2 separate regions of the Oryctolagus cuniculus genome follow, and region 2 is linked to region 1. A link is a contact called in public Hi-C data. All regions are on one chromosome and are shown on one strand. The core of a region is the stretch at or near the end of the contact, and the rest is flanking DNA. Distances in the headings are between cores, read along the strand shown. Region 1 has its middle 37 kb from the start of DAPL1. Region 2 has its middle 46 kb from the start of UPP2.

The links. A called contact is a pair of places that touch in the nucleus more often than the background predicts.
Region 2: a Hi-C map of skin fibroblasts shows a contact between it and region 1, with 2.8 times the contacts expected there. The contact joins two enhancer-like sites. A contact is called at or near these places in 5 of 6 Hi-C or Micro-C datasets (ear pinna, liver, psoas muscle and 2 more).

Annotation. Positions count from the first base shown.
Region 1 is chr3:83,215,480-83,221,046 of mOryCun1.1, reverse strand. No RefSeq gene overlaps it. Among named protein-coding and RNA genes, the nearest start is that of DAPL1, 37 kb to the right of the region's middle. Within about 2 kb of position 1,681, at least 1 of the 8 cell types and tissues checked has an H3K27ac peak or open chromatin away from gene starts, as enhancers often do.
Region 2 is chr3:84,011,550-84,017,204 of mOryCun1.1, reverse strand. No RefSeq gene overlaps it. Among named protein-coding and RNA genes, the nearest start is that of UPP2, 46 kb to the right of the region's middle. Within about 2 kb of position 4,249, at least 1 of the 8 cell types and tissues checked has an H3K27ac peak or open chromatin away from gene starts, as enhancers often do.

The DNA of each region.
Region 1 (5,567 bases), core at 432-2,931:
TCACTGTAACTCTACTGCTCAAATAAATAAAATCTTAAACACAGCTTAGAATGTATTCATCACATGTCAGAATGCCTAGTTTGAGTCCTGGCTCTGCTTGCGACCCAGCATCTTGCTGGTGGACACCCTGGGAGGTGGCAGATGACAGCTCAAGTACGTGGATCTCCCCTACCCATGTAGGAGACCCAGATTGAGTTCTGAGCTCCTGGCTTCCGCCTGGCCCACCTCCAACTGTTGCAGGCATTTGAGGGGTGAAACAGTGGATGAAAGCTCTCCTTCTCTCTCTGCCTCCGTCTTTCAAATAAAATAAAAATAAGTAAATAGAATGATTTTGTGTGACATGGATTTCACCTCAACAAAAGTTTTATAAGTGAAAGCATCAGTCAAGAGGACGACTTCTGAGCGAGAGAGAGCGCCGTGTGTAAGTGGGAGGTAGCCCGGGTCCCAGGGCATGGACAGTGCGGCTGGGATGGCATGAGCATTCCCGGAGGCTGGGCCGGGGGACATGGGCTCTGCCAAGGGCCAGAGTTAGACAGCAAGCAGCTCACAGATCTGTTTTCATCATGTCTCTGTGCCCTGTGACAGGCAGACACCTAGATTGCTGATGAGGTGAGGGGCTCTGGCTGGAATGGGGTCTGTCCCCAAGCTCCTGCTGGAGTTTAGTCCCCAAAGTCACAGCAATGGCGTGAAGAAGGCAGGAACTGAAGCTGTGGTGTTTAGAGGTAAGGCTTTGAGGAGTAATTAGGAATCACTAAGGTCATAAGTTGGCACCTCCATGACCGAATCCTAGTGGCTTCATGCAAACAGGGAGGGAGAGCTCACACACACACACACACACACACACATGCCTGTCTCCCCACAGCGTGGTGCGCTGCTTGGCTGTGAGACTTTGCCAGCAAGGAGAGCATCACCAATGCAGCCCAGAATGGTGAGCCAAGATGAACCTCCTTTCTTTGTAAAGTAGCCTGTCTCCAGCATTTCACTGTAGCACTAAAAAGCAGGCTAATGTGTGTGCGTAGGAGTTGCCCAGCCAGTGGGCTCCCCAGCACTACACAGAGTGGCCCAGGCTTCTCTGGAGCCAAGACTAAGGTGTTTCTCAGAAACTCTGATCTGGGCTTGGCTCCAGCCCCAAGGGAACAAAGCAATCATCAAGGCCCCAGCCTTCTGCTCCCCCGGGAGGCAGAGCGCAGTCATCCCTGTCGGGGATAGTCCCCAGCCCTGCGGCTCACGCTCCAACCTTTGTTGTGCTGCAAACCCCTACACACTTCCTCATTAACCTAAGTTGTGAAATAACACCATCGAGTGGCGGCTCCAATAATTTATGCTCTCATGACCAATATCAACGCTATTTTGAGATCTTTGCAACAACCACAGCATGATACAAAAATACGCATGATTTCTCCCCCTGAAAAAGTCACAGACGTTGTTATTACTATAGCAGTGTGTCGCCTATGTCTGTGATTATCGAAAATGCTACATTTCAGTTGGCGTTTAATAAAAGGAAAGACGGCTGTCAGAGATTCCAGTGCAAGAACCCCTGCATTACACCGTGGAAGCGAGGCTGTGGGCCAGCAGCCAGAGCTCGCCTCTCCCCAGCTCACTGGTTGTAACCAGTGTCTACCAAAAGGAACTGAAGAGCTGTATGTGCTCAAATTGGCTCTGGTCTGTTGGCAACAACACTGGGGCCAGCCAGCCAGAGAGGCTAGACACGGTGCGGCTGAAGGAGCAGTGAGCAGGAGGGACCGGGCTGGGATTTTTTTTTTAAATGTTATCTATGTATTTTTATTTTGTTTGAGAAGTTGAGCTACTTAGGGAGAGAGACAGATCTTCTGTCCACTTGTTCACGCCCCAGATACCCTTAACAGCTGAGCCTGGGCCAGGCTGAAGCCAGGAGCCAGGAAGTCCCTCCAGGTCTCCCACGTGAGTGCGGGGACTGCCAAATACTTGAGCCACCATCCTCTGCCTCCCAGGATGCACATTAGCAAGGAGCTGCATCAGAAGGTAGATCCAGGACTCCATCTTAGGCACTATAATAGGAGAAGCAGACGACCCAAGCAGTGGCTCAACCCACTGCACCACAACACCATGGGGTGGGTTTTAAAGTGCACAGTCAGCAGCATCGGCTGTCACGTAGATTATCTCTGTGCCAGTGTCAGTGGCTGGAAGCATGATGGTGTCTGAGGGCTCCTGTCTGCAGAACTGGTTGAGCAAGTTCCACCCAATGAGGTCTACCAGGTACCACCAGCCACAAAGCATGACATTAATGGCATCTTTACTCAAGCAAATGAGAGAGAGAGAGAGTGTGTGTGTGTGTGTGTGTGTGTGTTGCAGGGATGCGAGATGCATATGTAGGAAAGACTCTCCTAAAATTGCTCTTAGGAGGCACCAGAGGAGGAGGGAGAAAACCCAGCTCCGTGTCATGTACCTCTTCCTCCGTCACACAGCGTAAGGCGGGGCCACCCCCATTGTAAAGTGCCTCATTCCCCTGTAGGGACCGTGATGGACACTGAAGGGAATAGAGGTTACACGTGTGCTTCCTGTCCAGTCACGGTCCTGCCCTATGCCCTGGTCTCCTCCAGAGCCCCCAACTCCCACTCTCCCCTGTATTCCCCTTCCACGTTTCAACCAGTGAATCTGTGCTCAGAGGCCGGCTGATTGCTCCACTCTGCCGGAAGGCCGGCACTCTTCAGCCTGGCTCCACGTCCCCACTCTGTCGGGCTCCACTTACCCCCTTCTCCCCAAGTCATGGCCGCCACCCTACCTGCCACCCACCAGGAATTGTCCACTGGATTTGCAGGTTCCTGGATGTGCCAGGTTCTCTCACCTCCAGATTCTTCTCTCCCTGGTCCCTCAGTGGTCTGTCTCCATCACCAGTGGAAGGCTGGGACTGTGTCTTGTGTATATTAGTGTAGCCCCAGTGCCAGGAGAAAGCCAGTGCGAGTTTCCCGAGTGAGTTACCATCTGGCCAGTCATCACTAACAGTACTTCATCTTGGGTATGAGGGGTGAGAGAACAAAGTACCATAGACTAGGTGACTTAACCAGCAGAAATCCCTTTTCTCAAAGTTATAGAGGCTGCAGATTCAAGGTCAAAGTGTCAGAGGGTTGGCTTCTCCTTGTGGCTCGGAAACAGCTGCCTTCTCATGTGTCCTCCCACGGCCTTTCTCTGTGAGCACACGTCTCTCTTCCCTTTTGTAGGGGCATCAGTCAGATTGGATTAGGGCTCCACCTTCCCAGCCTCATTTTAACTCAATCACCTCTCTATAGACCTTGTCTCCAAATGCAGTCATGATTGAGGTTTTGCGAGTTGGGACTTTAACATCTGAATTTGCAGAACCCCAAGTCAGCCCACGACAAATCTGGAACCATTTATTTAGCAAGGTAACTGGAGCTCTGTGGCAATACTCGGCAGTGAGTTGGCATCCTCTTCTCCGTCTCTGTTCCCTGTGCTGCCACTTAAGTATCGTCATACAAGCCCCACAAATTAAGACTTGACATATCTGAAGGAAATGAAACCAACATATGAACGAGGTGCCTGCACTCCCATGTTCACTGCAGCATTATTCACAATAACCAAGATAGGGAATCCACCTAGGTGCCTATCAACAGATGAATGGGTAAAGAAAATGTGATATATACATACAGTGGAATATTACACTGTCATAAAAAAGAATGGAATCCTGATACTTGCAGCAAAATGGATGGAACCCGAGATCATTATGTTACATGAGATAAACCAGACACAGATAGACAAATGCCATATGTTCTTTCTCCTATCTGGCAGTTTAGAAAAAAAAATCTGTCTGAACTGAGAATAATGATTGCTACCCTAAGGGGAACAGCAGGAGGCTGGATAATGGGTGACAACACAGTTAGAGGTAATAGGTTCCAGTGTTCCACAGCACAATGGGGAACTATAGTTCACAATAGTGTAGTACACACTGTACAAAGAACTGGAAGAGAGGAGCTGGTAGGCTCCAAACACAAAGAGGCATGAAGAAAAGATCATCAGATGGAAATGCTAATTGCCTGATTTGATCCACTTATGCATGTTTTGAAATTTTGCATGGTAGTCCACAAAAACAGACAAGTGTGACACATTAACAAAATAATAATAAAAAAGAATAAAAGAGGAGAAACAGACACAGAGCTTTCTTTCTCTACTGGCACATAGAAGGCTTGTGTGGCTACAGTGAGAAGGTGACCTGGAAGACAGTCCTTGCCAGCACCAGTCTTGATCTTGAACTTCCCACCTCTGGGACTGCAAGGAATAACTTCTGTTGTTTAAGGCACCTCAAGCCATCGCATAGTACCAATTTGTACAAAATGAGAAATTCCAGGCCCTGCCCCAGTTCTGCAGAGTGAGAACCTGCATTTCAGCAGTAGATTCACGTGCATACCATTGTTTTGGAAGAATTGTCCTAAAATACCCACTATCTATCTATATATATATATATAATTTATTTGACAGATAGAGTTAGGCAGTGAGAGAGACAGTGAAAAAGGTCTTCCTTCTGTTGGTTCACCCCCCAAATGGCTACTTCAGACAATGCTGTGCCGATCTGAAGCCAGGAGCCAGGTGCTTTTCCTGGTCTCCCATGGGGTGCAGGGCCCAAGCACTTGGGCCATCCTCCACTGCTCTCCCGGGCCACAGCAGAGAGCTGGACTGGAAGAGGAGTGATCGGGACTAGAACCTGGTGCCCTCATGGGATGCTGGTGCCACAGGCAGAGGATTAACCAAGTGAGCCACAGCGCTGGCCCCATACCTACTATCTTGAAACTTAAAACTTACAACTCTACTCAACCCTTGATACAATAAAATGGGCTGCTCGTGAACCTAACAAACAAAGCAAGTGAATGAAATCTTTTATTTTTTTTCATGACCAATGTAAGGAATTCCTGTAACATGAAACCACGCAACTTGAGTGGACATTCGATATTTTTCTCTGTCCAGCCCTGCCCCCTCCTATGTGGCTCCCCCAGGGCTAGTCACAGTGCCCTGCCGGGGGAGGGACCTTTGTCCCAGAGGTGGACATGTGACCCAGGCCTGCCCAATCATGCTGCTTCATTGCCCGTCCACGATGATTTGTCAAAGGACCAAACAGGTCCAGACAAGCGTCCCTGGAGATTGAATGTGCAGCTGCCAAGAAAGAGAAGGTCTCTTTCTGCAGGATCAGAAACTGGAAGGACATGGGTTTGAGCTGCCAGGCCTCACCGGTAAATCCTGACAGCAACACGCACAGAAACGCAGAGATGAGTGACAGCCCTGAACCACGGCTTGTGCTCCTCCCATCCTACTCTTCCCTTGGATGGACCATTGTGCAGTCCCACATGTGCTTAAGTGACTTGTGTGGGTTTTTGGCTCTAGGAACCACGGTTTGAGGATGGTTCACACGTTCAGGTTGTAGGCTAGCTTTCCTCAGAAACTCTGTTTGCTCCAAAGCAAGAGCCAATCCACAGGTTGATCAAGTTGGTATCCTCCTATGTTAGTACTACGTGCCAGGCATTGAGCTTAATGCCAGGCACACCAATGTGAAGAAGCGATGGTCCCTGTCCTCAAGTTAGGGA
Region 2 (5,655 bases), core at 3,000-5,499, 790 kb before region 1:
CCAAAGAATAGACATCACCTGCTACCTTTTTGGACTTGCAGAATCTCAGCTCCCACTCCAATTCCATTGATCAGAATCTGCAGTTAACCAGATATCAATCTGATTCATGTACCTATTTGTTTGAAAGACACTGATCTAAGGTCAACCCAATGCCAGCTGAACTGGAACAACTGCAAGGTTTCTGTTTCCCTTGTCTCTGGTGAGCTCTTAGGGGCCTAGACTAAGGTGCCAAGGTAGGGTCCTGGGTATTTTTTCTGGAAGTTAGTCTTAAGCCATTTGCCAGTGTGAAAAGTCATCTTTTTATTCTTTCCCAAGACATATGCTCTCAGATCTCTGCTCTGTGTCCAAAAGAAAAGCCATCTGTAACCAGAAGCAAAGCAAGAGTTAAAAAATGATCTTTGTGAGTTGACCGCAGGGGGGAGGCTATTATGAACGGATTAATGTATATGCAGGATGAAATTCTCCAATGTGCTTTTGCAGGCAGAAGCAATTGCTGTTCTAACTCTCCCACTGGCGTCCCTCCTTTATTTAACAATGACTCCACACAAAAGCTTTCCATGGAAAGATAATTGGATTTCGAACTCTATTTGTTCAAAACTCACTTAACATTATAATGGCCCTAGTTATATTGTTTGTATCAACTCATCAGTAGTGAAGTATCAATTCCTGGATAAATATCTCAGTTTTCATACATACATCTAGCATTATCAAAGCAGGAAGTGAAAAAGAAGCCAGAAATAGAAATCCATTAAATAAAACAGATACAACATATGCCTTGCTGCACTAGGCTTAAACCTGTTGGATTAAATTTGGGTTTTCAGCATCTGAGTGTCTTTTTAATTTTATCTCTGTTTGTATTTACCAAGTCTCTAACCACTGTTGTGCTTTTGGCAAATGGATCACTGAAGTAGAAGAATATAGCCTTCATGGCTGAAGGGCCAATTTAGCTAAATCTAAAATGAATTCGACATGTACTTTAACAATGATTATCCTTCTCTTCCTCCAAATGGAAGTGGAAACGCTGCCTCCTGAATATGCTAGGGTTCCCTTTGATATTTCTGGTATCCAAAACATTGGTTACATCATACTTTGCTGTTTTTATCTATAAGGACATCTAGTAGAGACAGTATGCTTGGTCCTGAGCTAGAGGTCAGAAGTCTGGGTTGGAATATGATTATTACTAGCCTTGTGGCCAAGGATTAGTCACTAAGTCACCTAGAGACACAGTTTTCTTATTTACAAAATAAGAACACCTGCATTGCATGTGTAATTGGAGTTAAAATTTGCTAACTTCATAGAGCTTTTCAAATCGCCTCCCAGGATCTCAATATTCTTACCTGCAAAATGGTGCTAACATTTACTCAGTCTAACAGGGTGGCTGTGAGTATTAAATGAAATAATTTATGTGAAATGATGAAGTGCCATGGATGGTTGTCGTTATCCAAGGATCACAAAGGTTAAAAATTAAGAGAAATCATCTTAAAAAAGCAAAATCTCACAGTAAATGTTATTTTTACTCAATTCTTATGTTAATGTGATATTAATATAAAGAGAAGCGATTGAATGTAGTTCATAGATAAAATTCCAGAGGCCAGTGCTGTGGCATAGGGATTAAGGCCGCCGCATGCAATGCTGGCATCCCATATGGGCTCTGGTTCGAGTCCCGGCTGCTCCACTTCCAATCCAGCTCTCTGCTATGGCCTGGGAAAGCAATAGAAGATGGCCCAGGTCTTTGGGCCCTTGCACCCAGTTGGGAGACCAAGAAGAAGCTCTAGACTCCTGGCTTCAGATCAGCACAGTTCCAACCATTGCAGCCAGTTGGAAAGTGAACCAGTGCAGGGAAAACCTCTCTCTCTCTCTCTCTCTCTCTCTCTCTCTCCTTCTCTCGCTGTGTAACGCTGTATTTCAAATAAATAAATAAATCTTTTTTAAAAATTCCAAGAATATAATAATACCTTCCTCCTTCCTCCCTCCCTCTACCTTCCTTCTGTCCTTTTTAAATTTTAATATACCATATTTTCATTTATATTATAGTCAAAGACTTAATGTTCAAATAAATAAAGAATGCAACAAATAAAATTTAAGATGACCATAGTTCAGCAGGAATATAAACAAGAGCTATAAATAATAAGCAAATAAAAAACATTGTTTGAATTTTGTTGTTAAAAAATGAAAAGAATACAAAATGCCTGTCTTACATTTACTAGAATATTATAAATGCAATCACCATTTGCTAATATTTAAAATCAGAAAATGGAGCAAGTGTTTTTTGGCTTAACTTTGCTGACTAAATTTTAATTTGACTTTTGTCACAGACATTGAAAAGGTCATATTTGGCCAAAATATTAAAGGACTTCACTCTGCTTCCCAAGGGCCTCATTTACTTCTCTGATATTCAAATTGCTCTCTTTTGAAGCTCAAATCATGTCCTCATCCAACTCGGGTGAAAGCCTGCATCTTTTGCAGGATATGCAATTGCACTTTGTTGCAATCAATTTGCATTTGATTTGCATTGTATTATTGATCTCATGGGAGTGTTCCACAAAGATCTTGATGCCATGTGTGAGACTAGACCCAAGCATATGTGAGAAATTATAACTAAATGGGAACTAATTATAAAAGTGGTCAGTTAATGAGAGGATCTTTTTCTATCTGGAGAATTTTTCTTACCCAACTCCCACCTTGGAAATAAATGCAAGGAGATACAATAAAGAGCACCTTCTGTAAAAACTCAATATGCTCCAATTCCCAAGAATTTGAACACCAAATTCTTAGAATCAGATGGTATTTCAAATGCCCTGGCATGCATGGGAGACACCATTTTAAGTTTTTTTTTTTTTTTTTTTTTTTTTTTTTTTATGTTTCTCAAGGAAAACAGGAAGCCCATCTAATTCTTGACTTAATCCTAATTTTACAAGTCTGGATTTCTAGAAATCACATTTTCCTTACATCAGAGTTCATCCACACATCTCTGATGAGTTGGAAGGGGGGGTCAAGGGATGTTGCTTCCTTTTATTCTCTGCAAACAAGGGGCCTGGTCCAGGCACAGGTGGGCCAGGTACAGAAACAAGCTCCTCACTTGCAGGGAAAGAGTTAATTGCTCTCTGTGGAGCAGCCTTCCTGTCCTGGCTGCCCCGACTGCATTAGGCCTCTGCAATTCTTTCTTCTCAATCCTCTGCAGGCAGGAAGAGTTGACAATTAAAGACATAAGCAGGCCGGGAACTAACAACCCCTTCTTTTCCTGAGTGCCTCCCGTAACCCAGAACATCCCCTGTCTGGAAGGGGAAATGTCTGATGTTTGTCACAATCACAAAACCCGCCCTTCCCTCATCTTGAAACAACTCCACTTTCCTATCCTGTGGGATTAGCAGTGAATAAGGGCTGAGATCAAACAGGATTTCATGGTGTTTTGGTTAGGTTTCCTAAGAGGCAGCTGTGGGCAGACCAAGAACAGGGCTTTTAAGGGGGTGTGTCAATGATCTTGTCATGTAATCTCTGACCCAGTCGTTCGCAGTCTCTGCAGGAAAACCTTGCTGTGTCTGGGAGCTGGTGCTCAGAGGAATTGGGAAGACCCAGTAGGAAGGCATTTTGTGTTCTTCCTCTTCCCAAGAAGGGCAGTGGGCGAAGGAGAGAAGCAAAGAGAGAGAGGTAGGGGGGTGCTGTGCTGCCCTGAGAGGAAGGGAGGCACCCACCGTCCGTAGGGAGGAAGGCTCTGGAGGAAGTGAGGGATTTCCACCCAAAGTCCTCGCACTACAAAGCTGGCCCTGCCCAGCCTTTTCTGCCAGGGCTCAGCCTGTGAAGCTCCCACGCACGCATGCATGCTCTGCCCAGACAGGAGCCGAATATGGACAATCTTCAAGCCTCATCTCAGCACAGCTTCACACAGTACCAAATGCTTGTGGCTTCCCATTTACCAGCAGGAAGGAAACCCCCTTGGGAAAATCCCCTTTGAAGGAATAAGCTCTCATGTTCAAAATCTGTTCACAACTGCACGTTCCTCTCCCCTCCCTGGGGCAGCTGGTTTCTCTTCAAATAAATCACAGAGCTGTGGGGCATTCAATGAGAGATCTTAGGGGTCTCCTTTCAACACTGGACAAAGAGCCTGTCCTTGGGGAACCAGTCTGGGAATGCTTCCTGCAGGCTACAATCCTGTTTGCGAACGCTTTTGTGTCTGGAGGGTGGATTTAGGAACGTTGCATAGCCCTGGCCTTGCAAAAGGGCATCAGCAGGTGGCCAGGGTCCCATGACATCGCAAGTCAAGCCTGCCAGGTGGGCAGAGTCTGCAGGAAGGCATCCAGATACCTACTCCCTTTTGGTGGTTGGCACTTTGCCCTGCTAGGGGCTTCCAGAGCATTCATGGGAGGAGGTAGTGGAGGTGGGGGAGATGCCACATAGAAGCCCTGAAGAGTCTGAGACCATGTGGCTCAACACCTGTAAAAATGATGATTGCACAGAAAGCCCAGTATGAGAGATAGGATCTATGATATGCTCACTTAGAAGTCCTGATCTTTCTGGTAGAGAAATTTACTGTCCAGGTAGGGAGACAAGCTGAAGACCCAGGACGTTAGAAGCAGCAGCTCCCTGGAGGCAGGAGGCCGTAGACACTGTACATGTAGCCCCTCCAGAGCCTCACCCCTCAGCATGGATAGGGCTGCATCCATATACCAGCTGTGTAGCCGTGGGATAGGCATAGTTTTTGGTCTCCAGTGTGCACATCATGTGCCCACTTCACAAAGATGAAGATCACATGAGTTATGCCCATCACAGGCTTAGTTCAATAAATACTAGCTATGATATTATCTACTGTTCAAAGATGGAATATAATGAAGCTTCCGCGTAGTGTGGTATAATCTAGAGTCACTTACATTCCGATGAAACAGTTCAGTGAAAATAAGTTAGATTTGGAATGAGCTTGGAAAAATGATTTGGATTTGGATGAGCTGAGGAAGGGCCCAGATAGCATTTTGGGCCAGGCATACAATGTGGGAGCAGGACAGAATGGGGTTCCTGTTCAAGGCCATGACAGCCTGGCCAGAGTAGATGAGTGGTGAGTCTAGTTGGAAATTAGGTTCAACTAACTGGGCAGAACCTGAAAACTGCACTGAAGCAAATCCAGCTTGATGATGGGGAGGAGAGAGGAGCTCGATGTATAAACCTCTGAGCAGGAGAGGATGTGGTAAAGGCAGAGTTTCATTAAGACTACAGGGTCAGCGCAGATTGAGGGACAGATTAGAAAGATACTTACAGGGCAGGCATTGTGGTGCAGCACGTTAAGTTGCTGCTTGGGGCACCTGCATTCCATATGGCGGTGCTGGTTCCAGACCCTGTTCCTGTGCTTCCAATCCAGCTATCAGCTTGCTGCTAGCAGGCAGCAGATGATGGCTCAAGTACCTGGGCCACTGCCACCCAGATGGAGTTCCTGGCTTCTGGCTTTGGCCTGGGTCAGCCCTGGCGGTTGTGGGCATTTGGGGAGTGAACCCATGGATGGAAGATCTCTCTTTGGCGCTCTCTCTCTCTCTCTCTCTCTCTCTCTTCCTCTCAAATAAATAAACCAAAACAAACAAATCTTTTAAAAAAGACATTTACAGCAAATAAAATTGAGTGACAGATATGTGCACAATATATATGTTGCAGGATATGAACATCAAATGAACA